Regions from separate parts of the Mus musculus genome. Here regions 2 and 3 are each linked to region 1. Evidence: chromatin contacts called from public HiChIP or PLAC-seq data. All regions are on one chromosome and are shown on one strand. Each heading gives the region's core, a stretch centred on a gene start, on an enhancer-like site or on the middle of the called end of the contact. The rest is flanking DNA. Distances are from core to core; before and after follow the strand shown. Region 1 overlaps Gmds (GDP-mannose 4, 6-dehydratase). Region 2 holds the start of Wrnip1 (Werner helicase interacting protein 1). Region 3 holds the start of Gmds (GDP-mannose 4, 6-dehydratase).

Evidence for each region. HiChIP or PLAC-seq counts read pairs in DNA pulled down with a chosen protein or histone mark.
Region 2: a contact with region 1 is called in a FOXA1 HiChIP or PLAC-seq map of pancreatic cancer cells. The contact joins the promoter of Wrnip1 here to the enhancer-like site in region 1. A contact is called at or near these places in 7 of 39 promoter capture datasets (the C10 cell line, the HPC-7 cell line, cranial neural crest and 4 more), 1 of 484 Hi-C or Micro-C datasets (pre-megakaryocyte-erythroid progenitors), 8 of 115 datasets of contacts at active chromatin or transcription factors (embryonic forebrain, embryonic hindbrain, embryonic stem cells and 3 more) and 2 of 9 other capture datasets (adipose tissue and macrophages).
Region 3: a contact with region 1 is called in an H3K4me3 HiChIP or PLAC-seq map of craniofacial prominence, with 4 times the contacts expected there. The contact joins the promoter of Gmds here to the enhancer-like site in region 1. A contact is called at or near these places in 2 of 39 promoter capture datasets (hippocampal neurons and pre-B cells), 2 of 484 Hi-C or Micro-C datasets (bone marrow-derived macrophages and hematopoietic stem and progenitor cells), 11 of 115 datasets of contacts at active chromatin or transcription factors (the 230-238 cell line, astrocytes, bone marrow-derived macrophages and 8 more) and 1 of 9 other capture datasets (pancreatic islet).

The regions. Positions count from the first base shown.
Region 1 is chr13:31,819,611-31,822,226 of GRCm38.p6, reverse strand. Gmds (GDP-mannose 4, 6-dehydratase) reads left to right here. Exons shown (of 11, transcript NM_146041.2): 10 at 2,017-2,085; 11 at 2,249-2,616. The coding sequence ends at 2,311. Among named protein-coding and RNA genes, the nearest start is that of Foxc1, 14 kb to the right of the region's middle. Within about 2 kb of position 1,331, at least 118 of the 459 cell types and tissues checked have an H3K27ac peak or open chromatin away from gene starts, as enhancers often do. A contact at or near this core is called in adipose tissue, astrocytes, craniofacial prominence and 5 more, where this site is marked.
Region 2 is chr13:32,800,729-32,803,344 of GRCm38.p6, reverse strand. Wrnip1 (Werner helicase interacting protein 1) reads right to left here and starts at 1,315. Exons shown (of 7, transcript NM_030215.3): 1 at 301-1,315. The coding sequence starts at 1,107. It also overlaps a transcript of Mylk4 not described here.
Region 3 is chr13:32,337,231-32,339,846 of GRCm38.p6, reverse strand. It overlaps Gmds (GDP-mannose 4, 6-dehydratase), which reads left to right and starts at 1,303. Exons shown (of 11, transcript NM_146041.2): 1 at 1,303-1,465. The coding sequence starts at 1,364.

The DNA of each region.
Region 1 (2,616 bases), core at 82-2,581:
AAAAGAGAAATAAATTACTTGGTTTGTTTTTTTCACCTACACTGGCAGCTCCAGGTAGCACTGTGCTATAAACGCAAATTACTAATTCTGGTATCCTACCTTTCCTGGGGAGTCTGGAAATGGGCTTTTAGGCCTGCAGAAATAACTTGCTTCACTCTGGTGAACACTCTGGGGAGGAAGTGGGTACTTCAGCATATTGTGAAATGCAAAGCCTTTGGGAATTTGATTTATTCAAGCCTAAAAAGCAATGCTGGATGATTGAGAAGGAGAGTCCCTGAATGTCCTCTGCTTGAGTAAGAGTCAGGCTGGGAAAGGGAATCCAGACCGCCTCTGCTTGGAAGGCCCAGGTGAGCACATTGTGTGCACACACAGATAGCTTATACCTAACCCCAGCCTACCCATCTGAAATCCAGAATAAAATGCCTTTGCCTGCCGAGTTCAGGAGACTGAGAGCAGGAGAAGCCTTTTACTGCAGCATGGTTACGATTATCGGTGGCTGTCACTCAGAGGGATGGTTCACTTGTCCAATAGTGTACTGCTAAAATAAAGTGCCTTAATGTAATACTTATCACTATAAAGATCACCTCCCCCCTCCCTTCCTGCCCAGTCCCTGGTTATTTTGAGTCTTGGCATATTCATATGGTATCCTCATACGAATAGACCTAACTGGAGTTCCCTGCTTTTTTCTTCCTTTCCTCTCTTCCCTTTCATCTTATCTTGAAATTCCCACTAGTCTTGAGACCTGCAATAAAGAACTGTGAGTGAGGGCCAAGATAGAGGATTTTCTTCTCTTCTGTTTCTTGTTTGTTGCCAGTCTTCTTTCCAAGGAAACCTCTTAAATGAATAATTGTGAACTTCTCTTGCTAGAATTCTCCAGGAAGCCTGAATCCACATGTGTTTCCCCCGGTAAAGTCAGAGCCGAGCAAGCCGATTAGGCTTGGCTCTGTGCTGTATGTTAAGGCCCACTCCTGGGCCGTGTCAGTGGTTGTCAGCACTCTTCTCTGAAAGTGGACCTGTAAATAGCAGGCAGAGAGAGGTGAAAAGCTAGAGAAAGGGTCTAGACCGACAGGGGTACATGGCCTCTAATGCAGAGTTTCAAACTGAGATTTGCAAGTTTGTCCCATGAGTCGAGAAAAAAAATCCCCATATTCTAAGGAAGAAAGATAAGAGTAGAACAGACCCTTTAGTGTGGCTGCGAAAAGGAGGTTTCGGTTTAGGAGCTTGTGGGTTCCCTGCTGACTGGCAGAGAGAGCTGTCTCTACCCTAGCAGAGCCAGGGCTCAGCCCCTGCTACTGTAAGCTCTGCTCTCTAGGCTGACCACGCTGTGGTGGTGCCGATCGATCGCCTGCAACTGCCTGCCCGCCTGGGCTGTCCCAAAAGCTGGAGACTGGAGGTAGGGATCCGATCCGCTACTACGAATCCAGGCGGCCAGGCGCCAGGGACAGGGCAAAGGCTATAGAACTGATGGTAGGTAGTGGGGCCTGAGGAAGTGTAGTTTCTAGGGACCTAGCAGATGAGTCAGGGTTCTGCCGGTCGAGGATCTGGAATTACTGTTCTGCAGTGGAACTCCCCTGCCGGCATGATTTACCCGTGGCCTTGCCGAGAAGTGCAGTAACTTAACAGTTCTTACAGCAGTTCTCCTGACAACTTAATATCTAAGAAAGAAAGAAAGAAAGAAAGAAAGAAAGAAAGAAAGAAAGAAAGAAAGAAAGAAAGAAGGAAGGAAGGAAGGAAGGAAGGAAGGAAGGAAGGAAGGAAGGAAGGAAGGAAGGAAGGAAAGAAAGAGAAAGAAAGAAAGAAAGAAAGAAAGAAAGAAAGAAAGAAAGAAAGAAAGAAAGAAAGAAAGAGAAAGAGCCATCGGAGTCACTAGGACAAGGTGGGGCAGGGAATGTGGGCAGTTGGAGATGCTTACTTGCAAGGTCCTAGCTGACCCGATGGTAAGTACCTGATGAGACAGATTGGGCAAGGGGTATGACAAGCCCATGCATGCACAGCTCATCTGCCATCTCTCCACAGGACTTTCTGCAGGGAGACTGCTCCAAGGCTCAGCAGAAGCTAAACTGGAAGCCCCGCGTTGCCTTTGACGTAAGTTTTGTCTCCAGTGCATATTCTCAGAGCTGCTAGCTGTGAGCTCTTGCTGGCGGGCTGTTGTCAAACAGGAGACCTTTCAGGGCCCTGTGAGGAGGTGTTATAGGAGAGGGTGGCAGAAACTCCGCCCTTACGGTCCACCCTGAATCTTGGGTTGCAGGAGCTGGTGAGGGAGATGGTGCAGGCCGACGTGGAGCTCATGAGGACCAACCCCAACGCTTGAGCCCCTCTGCAGAGACTCGAGGGGCATGGTGACAGTGCAGAGCCAGGGAACCAGAGTCCAGTAACTCCTGCCAACCATGGACCCTCGACCTCCTGTGCTGTCCCTGTATCCAGAGCTGGGCCACAGAGGTTTGTAGAGCCTGGGACAGGACACACCAGAGCTAAGGCCGCATTGCTTTTGTCAAAGTCTCCTCCTCTGACTGGTTTCAGGAAATCAAGAAGTTTGAATCACATACTCATTTTACTTGAAATTATGTCACTAGACAACTTATATTTTGGAGTCTTGAGATTGTTTTTCTCTTTTCT
Region 2 (2,616 bases), core at 66-2,565, 980 kb before region 1:
CCCCTGCCTGGAATTGGGTCACTAAAAATCATGGATATGACCACAAAGATAGCTCAAATCTCTGTCCACATCTCTGCATAAACCAAGAAAATTGGGCATTTTCTTGTGAAAAACGCCCAACAAGGGGTCTGGGGAATCTGGGGAAATGGCATGCTTGCTTGCGTATTACAAACTCCGCTCACGCATCAGGACCGCGCCCCCAGGCCTCCCTCTCCAGAGGAGGGGTCCGGAATCTAAGGACCGCACCCGGCTCAGAATACCTCCGCGGCCCTTGGCAAAAACAGCAAGAGCAGCACTCACCTTACCGCAACCTGGCGGGCCCCACAAGATGAGCGAAGGGATCTCATTGGCCTCCAGTAGCGAGCGGAGCAGAGTCTCCTGCCCTACGGCCCTACTCTGCCCGATGTAGTCCTGCAGCGTGTCTGGACGCATCTTGTCAGCCAGCGGCTTGCCCTCCAGCATCTGTCGGATCTCCTCCGCCGCCAGCGCCCGGGGATGCGCGCGGCCCGCGCTGACTCCGAACGAGGCGTCGGCGGCGTCCGCATCCCAGTGCCCGGGATCGTCCTCACCGTCCACGTCCGCGTCGCCATCGCCGTCCACCCCCGCCTCCTCCTCCTCCTGCGCCTCCGCCTCATCCCAGCTGCGCGGGGATGCGCTGCCTGCGGCGGCTGCAGCCGCTGGTCTCTTCCCCATACCCTTTCTGGCGGGGCTGCTGGAGCGGGCCACCGGGAAGTCCGGGATAAGGCGCGCACCGCTGGGCGTGGGCGGTGCGTCGTAGCTCTCACGGCTCTCGGTCTCGCCGCCGTCATCGCCCTCCTCGCCCTCGCCTTCGCTGCTTTCGGCCGCCGTCGGGGTGGCGGGCTGCTTCAGCGCCGAGCTCTCCGACAGTCGACGCCTCTTGGCGCCGGGTGGCGAGGGCCCCTTGGCCCGCTCCCCAGCGCGGTGAGAGCCGGCCGCTGGCTCCGCGTGCCCCGCAGGGTGCAGCAGCAGGCAGCGGTCCAGGTGCGAATTGATGTGCGCGGCGGGCATCATCTGCTGGCACACTGGGCACTGCACCTGGTGCAACTGCGACAGGAAGGGGTCGTCTTCCGGCCCGCTCACCTCCATGGTGGCAGCTGCCCTCCCTGGCGCCCGTGCGGCTGCACCTGCCCCTGAGAACGCCGATGCCCGCCGCTAGGCCCGGTGCCGCGCGACCCTCGCGCGGGTAGGGAGCAGGACACGCACGGGCCGAGGGAGGGCGCCGCTCATGCCTCACGTCCTGAGCTCCCGCGTCAACTCGCCCTCGGCCCGCAGCTGGCAACGCCTCGCGAGTCGTGTCGGGAAGTGTAGTCCAAAGCGGGCAGAAGACTCCGCAACCCGATGCCCCCAATCGCCGCCGGCAATTTCTCGCATTGAACTTTGGGAAATGTAGTTCTCCGTCACAACAGGCCCTCTCGTCTTCTTCGGTCCCTGGGAAGAGCCTTTCTGTGGCGCTGCTTGGATAGGCGTGGTGCGCGTGCGCATGCCTGCTCAGTACCGGAAACAACCGCCTTCGAGTAAAACCCAAGCGGAGGGAACTTGGGAACCTGGCTTTCCAGGATTTTGGCCTTCTGGGTGCGGAACTAGAAATGCTGTCATCAGGGAGAATATTTGTAATAAAACTAAAACGAAGTGGAAATACCCCAGAAGTGCCTAGGAAGCTGGAGAAAGGGCTTCGACATAAACACACAAGAGCTACACAGGTAGACAAAGTTCAATTCCGAAGGCTGCTCAAGGAAATGCAATAAAAGGGATTCCCTCCCCTGTGCCCCTTAATTTTACTTTAGGACCTGTCGCCCAAAGTACTTGCTTAATAGTTATCTCTAGCTGATATAATAGTCGTAAACTGAAAATCACCGTTGTATCCCAATAACAAAATGATGGCAGGCAGTCCTTAAAGGTATTTCCAGCAGACAGGAGCAGGAAATGAGTACAATAGGCATTTATAAATGTATATTCTCTGGGTGTAGTGCTGTGTACCTTTAATACTAGTACTCAGGAGGCACTGACAGGTGGATCTCAGAGTTTGAGGCCAGCGTGGTCTACATTTTGAGTTCCAAGTCAGCCAGGGCTACATAATACAAAATTGTATTTTTACTTTTGAAAAGCAAATTTAAAAAGTTAGTGTGGTAGTCTACATCCATGTATTACTGCTTATGATTTTATTATGCTTTTCTGTAAGTTACTCCTTGGAAAGATGCAAAAGGAGCTGGAGAGGTGGCTCAGTAGTTAAGAGCACTTGCTGCTATTGTAGGTTCCTCTTTCAGTTTGCAGCACCAGGTCAGAGGATCTGGCTCCTTATTCTGGCCTCTGGGGGCACTACACCTAGGTAATGCACAGTCATACATGCAGGCAAAACATGTAAATATAAATGTAATACATCTTTTAAAATATTTAAATACATATAGGTAGATTGAGAGGAGTGTGACTTGTTAAGTTGCTAAGGCTGGAATTCTCAACCTGTACCTGGGGGCTACCAAAAACATCAAAATTTTATTATAATTGATTATTGCTGATAATCAGAAATTAAATGTGTTAAGGGAAAGCAAAGACTTATGAATCTTGTCAAAATTTGAGTGTGTATTTACTTTACCACCC
Region 3 (2,616 bases), core at 54-2,553, 520 kb before region 1:
ACTAGACAGATAAATTCCTAGTATTCATTAGTATGATAGAAGGTGTCAGACCTACAGAACAAATGGGACATATCTCTCCTAAGTATTCATTTTTTTCTATTTATCCTTACATTACAACATATTTACATAAAACTAAATCAATAGTTAAAGATCATCTAGATTTTAGACATTTCTTGCCTTAAGGAATATATTTCCCCAACTTCTAGGTCTCATTTTCCATATAGAATGCGCTAGAGGAAAGGTAAAAATATTAAACCAGACAAGCCTATGTATAAAGTTTGGAATGTTTCCGAGGAGTTTGGGCACTCTGGTTTTGGAACTACAGGTTTGTATCATATCTAGCAGGTTCTATTGGGCCCTGTCCTAGTAGCTCAGTTTGCAAAGGGAAAGACGGTTTGAGGATGTTTATTGGAGAGATAAGCTGGACAGTATGTGTGTACGTGTGTATGTGTGTGTGTTTCTTCCCTACACCCTTGTCCCTATGTCTGAGTCCTTTGTCAGCCTTTCTCAGTCAGTGAATCTGTCAGTGTGCATGCACTAAATAGAAACAAGTTCAAAAGACACTGCAACAACCCCACCTCATGAAATTTGTACAGGTTTTACTGACCTGTGGATTTTTGTCAATTGTTTCCTTATGCAGGATGGGGGCGGGGCCAGAAACTTCCAGCCCTCGAAGTAAATACTGTTCCTTGAACGGAATTACCGGGAACCCCCAAACTAGTCCAAACATTAGCAAACTGCTAATGTTCACAGAAGATTCACAGGTTAGAGTAGCCTTGAAACTCTAGTGCCTTCGAGAAATGTTAAAACTGACCTGCTCACAAAGACAATGAAGCAGATTTCTAGAAATTTAATAAGGTCGATGACTCCAGCCTTGGATACCTAGATTTGGATTTCAGAGCTCTTTCCTACCGAGAAGGTCAGCTCGTCATTCCTCCTGGCATCATGGGGCGATATGAGGATTCCCGGAGACCGAGGCCCATGCAGGCCATATCCTCTACTCTGACCGCAGACTTACATCCTTCCTCTTCCAGGGGCCCGGCGCCCTCAGGCCCCGCCCCCAGAGAGGCGTGGCTCAGCGCGGAGACCCCGGCAGGGGCGGAGCTGTCGGGGGCGCTGCTGACGCGTCGCTGCTTGGGCGAGTGACGCGGCGCCAGCCAGGCCTCAGCCCGGCTCGCGCCGCCCGCCCCGACTAAGCTGGCCCGCCCCTCGCTCCACGCCCGGCCTCCCGCGCGCCCTGTCAGACCGTGGCGGCCGCTGCAGCTCCGTGAAACGACTGGCGCGCGCACCCTGGTCCCTGCCGGCCCGCGGCTCGTTCCACTCCGCCTTCCTCTCGGCCGCACGCTCACCCGCCTGAGGCGACATGGCTCAAGCTCCCGCTAAGTGCCCGAGCTACCCGGGCTCCGGGGATGGCGAGATGGGCAAGCTCAGGAAGGTGGCTCTCATCACTGGCATCACCGGACAGGTGAGTGCGGGGCGGGGACGAGCGGCCTGTAGCCCGGGGGCACGTGGGCCGCCTCCCCGCGCAGGGCCGCTGTGCCACCGGGAACTGCGCTCCACGAGTCCCGGAAGGTGTGAGCGGCTGCGGGATGGGACAGCTTCAGCCCCAGCAGCATGGCTCTCTGATCCTTCTGGGGGTGTGAGCTGGTGGTGCTAAGCAACCGGACCACTCTGCTCCACCTGTCCCCTGGGTGACTGTAGTTTCTTTCCTGGAGCCCAAGTGAGCTCTTGGAAGGAATTTCGTACTTTGTAGATCCTGGTGCAGGGAAGGAAAGGGGCGAGGAATATGTCAGTATGTGGAGTCCCAAAGTGAGACCGACTTTTCTAATTCCAAAGGCATGAACTCCTTGGGTGAGGTAATTAGGCTGTGCTGTCTTGAATGTTGGGACCCCATGGCCTATGCTAGGCATGACTAATTTATGACAGTCATCTCATAGAGGTATGGCAACAGATAAGGCTAACCACTGCCTTGTCAAGTTGTGTAGAGTGAGATTCAGGGGTGTTGAAGTAATGTCCTTGTTACTTGCTGTAGGGCATCTGTTTTCTGTGTATCCCAGGACATCTGATGGTGGTCAATGCTAAAGCGAAGATGGTAAAGATGATAATAAAGCTAATATGGCCCACACCAGCATACTTACCATATCGGAGTTACTTGGTTAATACTGACTAGTTAGCTTCCATACAACAAAGTCCTTATTTCCAGTTTAAGATTGAGGAAAATGAGTTTGAATTACCTGAAGCCCAACAGGTAGGAAGTGTATTGTTGGGGTTGGAAGTGGTCTTAAAGTTCTCTCGTTTTACCAAAGAGCAGATACACAGTTCCCAGACATTAGACTATTTCAGTTACTAGCTACTGATCATTCTTTCAGTTATCATTGCATCTTGTTTAAGGTACTTTCGATAAATAAACGTTTACCAACTAGTAAGATAGAAGAGGTAGGAAAAGGGTCCAGGGTTGAGGATAAAAACGTCAAGTCAGGGACTCCTCAGGGGTGCTCTACCATAGAACTGTGCACCCCCCCCCATGTCACCTCTCTTTTCTAATGCTAGAGATCTTTCAGATGGTTCTCTTTTCCCAAGTTTTCAGACTGGTTCTTAAGCCCAGATGTTAACTGC